Regions from separate parts of the Zea mays genome. Here region 2 is linked to region 1. A link is a contact called in public Hi-C data. All regions are on one chromosome and are shown on one strand. The core of a region is the stretch at or near the end of the contact, and the rest is flanking DNA. Distances in the headings are between cores, read along the strand shown.

Region 1 (6,194 bases), core at 3,238-5,737:
AAACCAAAGAGCCCTTAAGAGGAGTATCATCCATGTATATCGCCACGGAAGGCGCTCACTACTTTGAAGATCCCAGTGCATCAAATTTGCATCGTAAGCCTAATCGAGTTGCGTCACAGTGCAAATATGGGGAATCACGAATCATTTTCTGAACTGTATAAAGAAAATTGTTAACTGTGACGCTAGTTTCTCAGCAGCGCACAACATGACCGTTAGGAAGAGCAACAGGGCATTCTTCAAGCCAAAAGGGATTTCTTATTCTGTAGAGAGCTCCAAAAAAGGTAACTTGGCGCCAGTTACCAAGGAAGAGAAGCCGGCACAACATCGTGAGTTCATACTTCTTTTGCATTGTAGGATTACAGAGGTCCAGGGAAGGTGCCGTTTTCGCGTTGCTCGTTCCAGCGATCAACCTGCGAATTGAACACAATTCAGCCGAGCTTAAGATGCCAAGACGGTAACAGGAAAAGCTGAGGGACTGAAAAATTACAGACAATACAGTTACAGACACAGAATTCTTCTTCAATTATGAAAAATTAATGCGTGCAAGGGCAGCTATTTACAAAATGTGTTTAGACCATTAGATGTTAGGATATGGAATGGGACATTACTCACTATGCTAATGCTGTAGTACTGTGAACCATCATTTCACTTCAATAAGACCAATAAGTGCAGATATTGGGCTGAAGCTCCACATTAATTAACCCATATTATTCACAACTTGAACAAATTTATATACAGCTATGAACAATATCGGTTTCCATTCGCTAGACAAACATATTAAACACTTGAATCTCGGTTAACCAGCTATGTTCAGGTGGTTAACCATTTCACTGAAAAAATATTATATCTATTTCACCAACTACTGGGTACAAGTTATGAACCAAGACTACACATTTTTTTACATAACTACACTCATGGTTATTAAAGAGAGAATTAATAACCAAAGCACTACAGGATCAGGTTTATTATGCTCCTAAGATTATATGACTGGTCCCTTTGGAACCTTTGCCTAGTCTTGACAATGCGAAAACAGAAAGCTTGCAAGTAAGGCGAGCCCTGAAAGCTAAAAAAGCCATGTCCACCTGAGCACACATGGACATGGATTTTTTAGCTTTCAGGGCTCGCCTTACTAGCAAGTCCTTGCACATATAGGCAAAAAAAACATTCAGGACCCTCCGTGACTTCGCTAGACAAGGACAAGGTGAAGCAACACATCCAACCATTTATAACTCTACAAAATCCAAACATATCCTAAAGTTCAAGTATTTTATCTGGGTAAAGTACAGTAATAGTGCTAGACAGCTAAAACATCGTTATTCTTTTTAAAGAACAGTGCTGCTGTAAAGTGAATGCTTAATTGCGTATCAACTCGAAATGCATAATTCACATGCCTCAGAAAGTTTTTTCTAATCTCAACACTATAACAAGCAACAAGGACAGAATGTAAATCTGATGAAACCAATAAATACATACCCATTCACCTGGGCACAGGGATCGATAGTACTTGGCGAACTTATCACACTCAGGTGCATCCTCACCTTTTGCAGCCACACACCTGATTAATTAACCACAGTTATTGAGAAGACTTACCACGATGATCCTTATCTATCTCGACTTTATGAAATATCAGAATGATAAACCCTACCTGTGATATTCAACATAGCGTGTGAAACAATGCCTTGTTTGGTTTGTTGTTGGGAAACGAAAATCTGCTGGAGCTGTTTCGATCTGTATATTGAAATTTAAAAGCATTTAGCATCTATTAACATGAAATTACCAAGTGATATCACCATCAGTATATTTTTTGGCAGCAACAAACCTTGATCTCAGGTTTCTCAGCCTCTTCCTCCTCGGTAGTCTCACTTGCTTCCTCTACAGCAGGTGTTTCCTCTGCAGCAGTGTTAGTTTCTTCTGCCTCTGGATTTTCAGCAGCATCTTGTACTTCAGAAGTTCCATTCTTGTCTTCTACAGATGGAGGAGTTTCATCATTGGTTGAGGGAGCAGCTTCAGACTCAGTACCACTAGAGGGCTTCTCCTCAGCTGCCTTTTCCACTGGAACTTCCTGTGGTGGAAGTGAATACTCCTACAAATGAAGCATGGGTTCAATAACACTAATCATGGATCATAAAATGGAAATAAAAGCGCAAATCAAAGAGGAATGAGCTTTCAGAAGAACTAGTGTATTATTCATCACATACAACTAGTGAAGTTTAATGCAAGCAATTAACATCAAAGGAGATCAACTTTTGCATTTAAGATCTAACATGAAAGTAAGCAAGCCAGTATGCATATGCAGACCCAATGACAGAGGCTATCACATGAGTAGGATCTGGGGAAGCCAGTATGCATATGCAACTTTGAGAAATGAACCTTATGACACATATGTAGCCATGACGGTGTAATACACTTGGGATTCCTTACAAATTCTTGCAGGCCATAGACGACGAAATTGTTGTAAGTGAAAAACTTAAAACTGTATTCAAGAAGGGAGCACATGTAGAAGCCTTAATAACCTTAAACTGTATTAAACAGCCAAGTCCAATTTAATATTGACTAAACTGTCCCAACTCATATACAACTAGTGCAGTGTAGCAATTACCAAGCAACAAGTACATGAACCCATATAACCAGCCCCATCAGATTAAAATATATAACAACACAACCAACTTCAACATAGGAGACCAATTTTACATGTGCACTCAAAAGTTCCATACAAAGATTGCAAGTATGAGCACACCCAGACACTATGATCCGGTAAACATTAGACAGCAACAGATGAAAATAAGAATAGATAAACGATGTTCGATGCTGGTCACATAAAGAAAATGGTGAATATGCATGAGAACATTCTTGTAAAGAAAAGTTCCAAAAAAAATGGGCCACCTATGTGATTACCACCTAATCTAACCAATTAGAACCTGCCCTAGGGCTTTCTAAAACACATACAAAAATTAATAGACCTGACAGGTACTGTTCATAGTTAAAAAATGCACACTGTCGTTTCTACTAAAAAAACTGAGCCTTTGAGCAAACTACGAAAAAACTATACAGGAATTTATCTTCTCTATAGAAATTCCAATTCACACGCAAAACAGACCATATACTTAAACCACCTACATCATATTCGATTCTCCTAACAGCTAGTGAAGATCTATTTTGTGATTCTCACTCCAGATCATCTATAGGATTAAACTAACATTGTCTAAAGCAACTATTAAGAACAATCCTATCCATTTACAAAAAATGTCAATTTTGACTCTACTATTCAAACTTTGACCAGGTTTCTTATGCTCATGCAAATTGTTACAAGTATAATCCTTCGTCATGATTCCAGTACATCTTTTCACAGCTTTAGATAACTATAAATTTGAAACTTATGAACAGACAGTTTGAACAGTAAAAGTCAAAGTTAATAGATATATGCAAAGGAGGAGAGAACCACTCATAATTTTAATAACATTCAGAAGAATTCGAACACCAAGTGGTCAATACTTATCTACAAAAATTCTAGAAATCAAAATCAATAATTATAAATTTTATATAAACTAGACATTTTGAAAGAATCAGGTAGAAAGACCATGTCCTTTGTAAAAGACTAAAAGGAAAGATATTAGCATAATGGCACTATCCTTTCCTTACAAAGAACATATCTAGCACTAAAAATTATGTCCAAGAATATCTAATCACAGAAAAAGTCCTTGACTATTTTGATATTACAGGGCTCATAGCAAAAAATAGTGTTGCATAACCAGAAATCCTTATAGCCCGTCAGCGTTGACGGCTTTCATCCTAAAATCTACACGACCCTCAGAATCTCATACGCGTTTAGGCACCAAACTTGCACGAGAGACTAAGCGCCACCACCGCCTACAGCATAACACAAACTTTAAATCTATCAGCATTCCACAAGGACCTAATTAACAGGTAATTCGACTACCTCCAAACAAAATCGAAACTAGCGGCAGGTAACTTTATGTTCTTCGTCCACCCAAAACCCTTAACACTACGCTTACAGGTCCCTGAATCCCACGAAATTATCGGCCAACCAAATCGACCGCTCGGCATTTACGAATCAGCAGCGGCAGATAAACGTTCCTTGCTACCAGACACGAATCCGGACGCTGAGCATAACCCAATCCTGCACGGGCCATCGGAGAAGCGCAGATCTGGGGGCGCCCGCTAGATCCGTCCCCATGGGGTCGCCAAGTCCAGATCGGGTGGTGTGGGAACCAGATGAGATGATGGGCTAGAAGAGTCGGTGTGCTGCGTACCTCGGCGAGGGACGGCGTCTTGCCTTCCGCGGCCATGGGCGCAGCAGCAGCAGCCTCGAAGCTTCTACAAGGGGCGGCTGCGACAGTGAAGGAGAAGAGTGGAGGAGACAGCTCGCAACTCGGGCTTCGGAGCAATAGAAAAGGGAGGGCGAGGGCTAGGGGCCAGTGGCCAATGGGCACCCGATACGCGTTAAGCCGAGTTTAGACATGTTTGAGAGTGATCCGCTTCCACAATTTTATATTTATTTTAGCTTTTTCTGTCAATCAGGTCTAGCTTCACGATCTCTACCTTTAAAAAAAATTAAAACTAGAGGTCAGTTTTATAAAAAAAATACACTATTTTCATATCTCCCCGTGAAGTTGCACAAAAATTACCTATCATATCATTGATTACAAGATCTTACCGATTCATGTCGGTGAGATCTTAGAGGACGGGTTTGTCTTCCCGTAGCTTATGCTTTCGTCGATCGAACGAGCAGGAGTTAGAGACTATGAGGTTGCGTGAGGAGATGAGACATCAACAAGAATTTATTAAGGTTTGCAATGCACATAACCAAACGATGTATCGAGTAAATATAGATAATATGAACTCTAAATTCTTATATTTCAATCCAACATCTTCAATAGTAACACATATGTTTAACAATTAATGCAACAACAGGGCATAATACCAAACATTCCACCGCCGCCACAATGGAGCCAATTTGCATCCATACCAACTCTGGTACGTTAATCTTAGCAAATTCTCTTAATGATGTTATCTAAACTACCATTTCATCTAGTTAGTGTAGTAGCAAAACATGAACTGTATCTAAACTTAATCAAATATTCATTAAACATGGACCGAGGACTCAACAGTTCAACACCCCTCCGACACATATACATGCACTTGGAGACATGGTACGTTTGATAACTCTCGATAATTGTATACACTTGTATACTTAGCTTGTTAATATTTACATTTAACTTGTTCATATTTGCATCTTGCATAGGTTACGCCTGAAGCGGGCGAAAGTGGGTCTGAACCCATAGAAACTGGATTTGTTGAGTCCCTCTTCGCGTACCCTCCTGGTGGTGGCAGCGGCCAAAATTCTAACCATCCGAGTGGTGGTTATCTCTGAGTACAGTGTTTGGTCGTCTTTATTTCTTAACTCGAGTGGGGTTTCCCTCGGTAGGTTAAACCAAACTTTGTGCGCTATGTGTTTTCGTGAACTAAATGTTGGGGCGAAGGCAAAGACGCTACCCTTTGCTCGATGCCTTCGTCGCCTCGCTTCACCAACGATGCCAAAAGACGCCGGTCCGATGAGGACTTCGCGACTGGACTTCGCGGACGCCCTTCGCCCTTCTCCATTGCAAGACGAAGGCAAGACTCCGACGATGTCTGCTAGTCTCACGTCCTCATCGGGTCCGGAAGCCCAAGTGGGATTCGGCCCACTGTAACGGGCCCCGCAGGGATAAACATGTTGCAGACCTCATCTGTAATAGCCTTTTCTGTAATGACGGTCTGTAACCTCCCCTCGGGGGAATATTCTGATGATACTCTAGGTTCCCGAGGGCATAAACGTCCTTGTTTGAGGGCGGTAGGCACTCGGGCACCTATAAATACCCTCGTACAGTACCCTTGAGGGGACAGATTAACAGAGCTATTGACATTCTCCGTTGAATTTTGCAAACACTCTCCACTTCCCCGTTGGATCCTCTTGCTTGGAAGAGCGAGTACCAACACTAATTCCCATGAACCAGTCGTTGCGGACGGGAATTAACGTATTAATTTTTATGGGCCAAGCCAAGTCGACGAGAATTAGTTAATCCCTGTAGCTGTCATATAGCTGACGAGAATTAAGTAATTTCTATCAGCAATTAACGAGAATTAACTAAACCCAATCAGTAATTTCCGTCAGTATATCGGTGCTTGGCTGACGG
Region 2 (6,691 bases), core at 3,689-6,188, 620 kb before region 1:
AGTAGTTAAGATTAACTGTTTTACTCACCAAGTAGAACTCTTCAAAGCTCAGACTAAGCATTTTGTGGTTTCTTACTAACTCCTTTGTTTGGCAACCCGCAGTGGGTTGTCCATACCATGCCCTGAATGAAGCAAAGTTTCTTGGCCGATTGGCCCAGCTTAGTGGGGATATCAGCAGCCCTAGCCTGAAGGGCCAATTCCTTTTACTGTTTTTTTTATCCCTATTTTTTGAGGAAGCAAAGTTCCAACAACAATGTTATGAATATGTTTGAATAAATGATGGAGACACATGTGACTTTCCGATTAGAATATGACTACATAAAAAAATTAGCTTTGAGTCTATGGATAAGATCACAAAGGGATCTCTTAACATATGTTTTTATGGATGTAGTGTTAGTTGATGAAAGCTAAGCACGAGTAAATGGAAAACTAGAGTTGTCGTGGGAGATTCTAGAGTTTAAAGGTTTTGGACGATTTTGGACTCGATCAGTAGAACTCAAATTGAATATAAAAGATGTGATTTCAACACTACTACATATGAGGAAAGACATGTTAGTTTGAAAAATCAAGTAGTGTCCGGAAGGACATCTTTAGATATTTAGAATCTATGCTACTACATATGAGGAAAGACATGTTAGTTTGAAAAATCAAGTAGTGTTCTGAAAGGACATCTTTAGATATTTAGGATCTATGCATAGATATTTAGGATCTATGCATAGATATTTAGGATCTATGCTACGAAAGGCTACGTAGAGATAGTGATAAAGGTATTAGTCAAAGGATGAGGTGGCGCCAAACATTTGATGTTCTATATGACAATAGGATACCACAAAAGTTAAAAAGAATCTTTATAGGATGACAATTCGATCTGCTATATTGTTCGGTGCAGAATGTTAGTCTAAAAAAGACATGTTCAATACGTATGCGCTACAGAAATGTATATGTTGTGTTGGAGTTTGGCCATAAAAAAGGATCGAGTATGAAACGAGGATACATATGATAGACTAGATGTAACATCGGTGCGAGTATGAAACGAGGATACATATGATAGACTAGATGTAACATCGGTGCGAAGAAAAGCTCATCCAGCATCGGTTAAAATGGTTTAGACATATGCAATAAAGACTTTCAGATGCACCAATAATTCCTTCTTCGCTTTCCTTTCTTCCTTTTTTTTTATCACAAACAAGTTAAAGAACACGGCTCTCTTTGATCCTCTGTATTGAAGCTACTAGTTTGCTACGAAAATTGAAAAGCATCATATAGACATGTATGCTTGCGACCTTTAGGTACATATGAATGCAACCTCAATAAATATGACAATAGGATACCACAAAAGTTAAAAATAATCTTTATAGGATGACAATTCGATCTGCTATATTGTTCGGTGCAGAATGTTAGTCTAAAAAAGACATGTTCAATACGTATGCGCTACAGAAATGTATATGTTGTGTTGGAGTTTGGCCATAAAAAAGGATCGAGTATGAAACGAGGATACATATGATAGACTAGATGTAACATCGGTGCGAGTATGAAACGAGGATACATATGATAGACTAGATGTAACATCGGTGCGAAGAAAAGCTCATCCAGCATCGGTTAAAATGGTTTAGACATATGCAATAAAGACTTTCAGATGCACCAATAATTCCTTCTTCGCTTTCCTTTCTTCCTTTTTTTTTATCACAAACAAGTTAAAGAACACGGCTCTCTTTGATCCTCTGTATTGAAGCTACTAGTTTGCTACGAAAATTGAAAAGCATCATATAGACATGTATGCTTGCGACCTTTAGGTACATATGAATGCAACCTCAATAATACCAAACGAATCGCCTCACCAATCACCACCACCACAGGAGCAACCAGCCAAACATTTCTTGCAGCACTCTGGGCGACCTGGAACGATAATCCCGGAATGCAGCAAATGGCTGCTTACGCGATACGAAGGAAGCCGTCCTATCCAATGCTTTGTTCTTTAACAAATTCACCCCATTCTAAATTTGTCCAGCTACGCCAGCACGAGCCTGCAGTGTCTCGGTACGTTTGCTTTTTTCCATTTGTTCCACCAGCCAGTCTATGCCAGATTTGATCCCCCTGCTGCAAGAGCCGGTGTCACATTTAAACAATATAACAGATCTTTAGAATATCATGCACCCAGGAAACAATATAACAGACGAATGTGTGAATTTTTTGTATCTTTGAGTAAAATTGTCATTTTTTTCATGGCGAGTCAAATTTCCTCACGAACCAGTTGAGTTTCATGCACCCAGGAAACAATATAACAGACGAATGTGTGAATTTTTTGTATCTTTGAGTAAAATTGTCATTTTTTTTCATGGCGAGTCAAATTTCCTCAGGAACCAGTTGAGTTTCTGCGCTCACCCATCATATGCAGATACAGCCTGAAATGTATATGGCCTCTCATCCAGTTCTTTATGCAGAAATTTAGCCAATTCTTCCTCATCAATGGCTCCAGGTAAATCCTGCCAAAAGAAATCCAGAAGCACCCTCCAAACATGAGAACAAGAGGTAAATAATAAACAATTTGATAGAATAATGTGTACCCAGCTTAACAGAAACAGACAGTGCATGTAGTCATTGGTTTCCATGTGATCTTTTCAGGAAGTTTTAATTGATTTAAAAAATTCATCATTGTTATATGTTGTTTGATTCTCGAAACTGGAACATTCGCTGAGAATCCTCAATCGGGTGTACCTGCATGCTCGTGGGAGTTTGCGTCTTTATTGTGCATTTCACAATTCTAGACATGTGTGCATGATTACTAAATAAAATGATATCTCACAAAACTTACTGTTCAAACTCAAATGATCTCTCACATTTTCAATAAGTGGCCAAAGGTATATGTTGGGCAATGAAAAAACTAGTAGTCTGACTCTCCTTTAAACTGCGTGTCAATTGTCAATGTGGCACATCTGTACATCACAATTGGCCAAACTACATCTGGTATTCAACCTCGCAATGGCGCATAGGCGCTTTGCAACGTAGGAATTTAGATTTGTATGCCTCACAGCATGGGCACATGACAAAAACAAAATCTTTATTTTACTACGATGGCAACTTTATTGTAAGCACTGAATCTTTCAATCATAATTATGTACTGTGGTACAAAATATAGAAAGTGGAAGTAAACCCTTCACCTGTTTGTTTGCAACTATCAAGAGTGGTGCTCCTCTCAGATGTTCATGGCGAATAACCTTCTCTGAAGTAAGAAATTTAGGTTAGGTTCTCTAGCTAGAATGAGTTCTCATCCCATTTACCAGAGAGGCAATGCATCTTCTCGGAAGATCTAGCAATAGAAACAAACCAGTACTCCCTTGTTCCAAGTTATAAGACAATGTTTTAGCTTTTTAAGATATAATGTTTTAACTATGTACCAGGACATTTTATATATATATATATATATATATAAATAATATTTAAGTCCATAGCAAAATTTATTTATCTAGAAAAAAGGCCAAAATGTCTTATAATTTGGAATGGAGGGAGTAGTTTATAATTAACACAAATAAGAACCTTACCCAGAGCAGATTTGGAATCTTCAAATGACGATGCTGTGGCAGCGTCAATAACGTACATTATGGCATGGGCCTCTTCATAGTATTTCTCCCAGATTGTTCGTAGGCTAACCTGCCAAGCAGGCAAGTGTGTAAGAAATACTGAACTTGGCATGGAAGCTTAATTATCATACTAGCAAGCAGTGATACTGAAGTTAGTTTTACACTAATTCTTATAACATAGCAGAGAAGCTGATGCTGTTCTACTAGTAAACAATTCTATTGAGTACTGTGAATGTTAGCCAACAGAGCATATCTTTGCTTTCTGAAAATTCTATTGAGCATTCCATATAACTAGATTATATATATTCTGCTGGAACGCAAAAAGATGCTAGGTTAATAACTAAAGCAACCACATCCTAGTAATTTGAATTTATGACATGTATTTCCCAGGCATTAGAAACCCTGATATAGCACCAAACTGACAAGACTCAAATATCAACGATCGTAGGGTGGTGCCACGGCAACAGAAGGCTCACTTTACTACGTACGTAAACGTTCTTACCTGACCACCTAGATCCCAGAAAACAAGTTTTGCCTTTGCGTCTTCGATGCGGCCAATGTTGAGCCCAACTGTTGGAACGACACGGTCAGGCGGAAGTCCTTCCCCCTTGAGATATATCGATTTCAACTTCTCCAGCAAAGTCTATGGCAACGGTTCCAGAAACATCGTGTACAGGTAAGTATCATCAATTTCTAGTTCAGAAAGGGAAATATATATATGAAGGCTGGGAGCTAGCAGCTACCGTCTTGCCAGCTCTGTCAACACCAAGAATCAGAACACGGAACTCGTCCTTGGCGAACACATACTTCCACAGGCCATAGAACAAGGAGAACATTTCCGCTTATATATACATCCGGAGATAAGCAACCGCCAGCACGTTACGTCCTGAAAAACGAATCATACGTTACAAACATTTTCTCCGATCAGTAACAGTACGCAGCCAAAAGCATGTACGCCCCAAATTGCCAGACGCAAAACTAGAACCATCCTCATAGTACAGGGCCGCAGCATGATGGGCAGCATTTCAACCTGCGGGGGCGCCCAATCCACAACGAAATGGTATCGACCGAGTAAAAATAAGGGGAGAGGATATAACTTAACTGAACCATCGGGCGGGAGAGTACAACTACAGACTACAGAGGGGAGAGGATGTTGAGATCTAGATAGCTCACCGGAGCGCCCGAAGACTCCTTGATCGCGCCGCTTCAGACGACACCACCCGCTCCCGTGTGGACTGGAGCGCGGGAGGCTGAGGGCGGGTTTTGAGCCGCGCGGCGGTGGGAGCGCGCCCACCGGAGTTAGGAACTGGGGCACTCGCCTCGCCAGTCGCCACACGGCTTGGGTTCGGTTGACTCGATGGGCGTCACGGTGGGCGACTTGGAATTGGAACCCACGCAGGAGCAGGACCCGTGGGGCCATGATCGATGGGTCCTGCAGGATTCTGGGACGGGAGGCCCTACCGCTCAGTGAGGTTATCGTACTGCCAGTGGGAATTCGTGATGTGACTGTACCAGTGGTTGACCCGGAAGGAAGGCACTGGCTGGCAGGAGGGCTTTGCCATTAATAAAAACATAAATTATTGCATCTGACAAGTTTAGTGGAGAGCTAACGGTGCCAAATGTTGCGCTTGCCTTTCTACCTGCAGTCAGTCCTATTCAGCCCAGCTCATTTAGCCCGGTCTCGGACTCTCGGCCCACATGGCAGCCCATACCATGACACTCTCCACCTCTCGAAATGTCAGCCCATACCATGACATTCACTTAAGGGGTGTTTGAATGCACTAGAGCTAATAGTTAGTAGCTAAAATTAGTTGAGACATCCAAACACTTTAGTTAATAGTTCAACTATTAGCTATTTTTGGTAAATTAGTTAATAGTTAGATAGTTATTTGTTAGCTAGCTAATTCCACTACCAATTTTTAGCCAACTAACTATTAGTTCTAGTGCATTCAAACACCCCCTTAGCCTGGTCTTAACAGAGTAGAAGAGATGTCAGCACCGACAACCTGAAACCTTTGCTACTCAAGTGCAATTGATGGACAAGTGCTTTCCTTGTTCTTCGGGTTTACCCATGGACCCAGTATGCACTCCAGAAATGGAAAAGTCAAACTCTTCGTCAACCACTAAAGTTAGTTGCTCATGTTGTGTTGCACCTTCTGAGTATGGCCGACAAGTATTCCACCGTCTCCAGAACAAATGTTCACTGCAGCTGTGGTTGGTACCACCATAGAATGGAAAATCCACCACTCGGTTTGGACATCCTATCTATAATCATCCTTGTAAAGCTATAACCATCCTCATCCCGATACTCGTACTCATCATAGGTATAAGATTCATCTCATACCTATCACCATTCGGGTATCGGGTTTCCAATGGGTCCTTATCCTCGATAAAAAAATTATTATCACATTATATTTTATATGACATTACTAGCTACACGACACCCAACGACAATACATTACCAATAAATCTGACATGTAATAAGGACAACATTGTTTAACCATACAAAACAATAAAAACAAAGTGACACGTTGCCTGGTGGGCGGGGCGGCTGGTGGCTGGCCGCCTAGGTTGGGTGGATGAGTGCTTAAAAGGGTTGGGAGAGGTAGGATTAGTTGTTGTGCTTATTGCCTATATTGAGATGCACACCTATTTTTTTGGGTGAATATTATCTATAGATAATCCAGTTTGGATTCTACTTTCTGAGAGCACCTAGAGAGGAGGTTAGTGTAACTCTAAACTCAAACTTAGTCCAAAGTTAGGAGGTTAGTGTAACTCTAAACCAAGTTCAAGAGAGAAGAAGAGAGAAAAGTCATTTTCACTTGATTGCTCTTTCAAGATGTAAATTAGACTAAGAGCAATATTACAAATGAATTTGGAGAACTTAGAAAGAAAGAAAATCGCAAGAAAGTAAATGAACAAGTAACACACACGATTTTATCTCGTGGTTTGGCCAAGCCTGAAATGCTTGCCTACATCCACGTTGTGGTATCCTCTTAGACAAGGGTTGCTTTCAACCCTCTCAATTGATCCAAAGATCGAACTTGAGTGACAAGGTCTTCCTTATATCAATAATATCCTCTCGCAAGGAATCTCCACAAATTGGAGTCTAT

Evidence for each region. A called contact is a pair of places that touch in the nucleus more often than the background predicts.
Region 2: a contact with region 1 is called in a Hi-C map of tassel, with 2.5 times the contacts expected there. The contact joins the promoter of LOC100174971 here to the promoter of LOC100192808 in region 1. A contact is called at or near these places in 2 of 25 Hi-C or Micro-C datasets (ear and tassel).

Annotation. Positions count from the first base shown.
Region 1 is chr1:67,940,447-67,946,640 of Zm-B73-REFERENCE-NAM-5.0, reverse strand. It overlaps LOC100192808, which reads right to left and starts at 4,487. Exons shown (of 5, transcript NM_001138001.2): 1 at 4,272-4,487; 2 at 1,820-2,083; 3 at 1,646-1,728; 4 at 1,474-1,555; 5 at 1-410. The coding sequence starts at 4,307. The coding sequence ends at 357.
Region 2 is chr1:68,557,699-68,564,389 of Zm-B73-REFERENCE-NAM-5.0, reverse strand. It overlaps LOC100174971, which reads right to left and starts at 4,938. Exons shown (of 7, transcript NM_001134282.1): 1 at 4,752-4,938; 2 at 4,322-4,464; 3 at 4,081-4,221; 4 at 3,540-3,648; 5 at 3,159-3,220; 6 at 2,383-2,483; 7 at 1,904-2,097. The coding sequence starts at 4,414. The coding sequence ends at 1,995.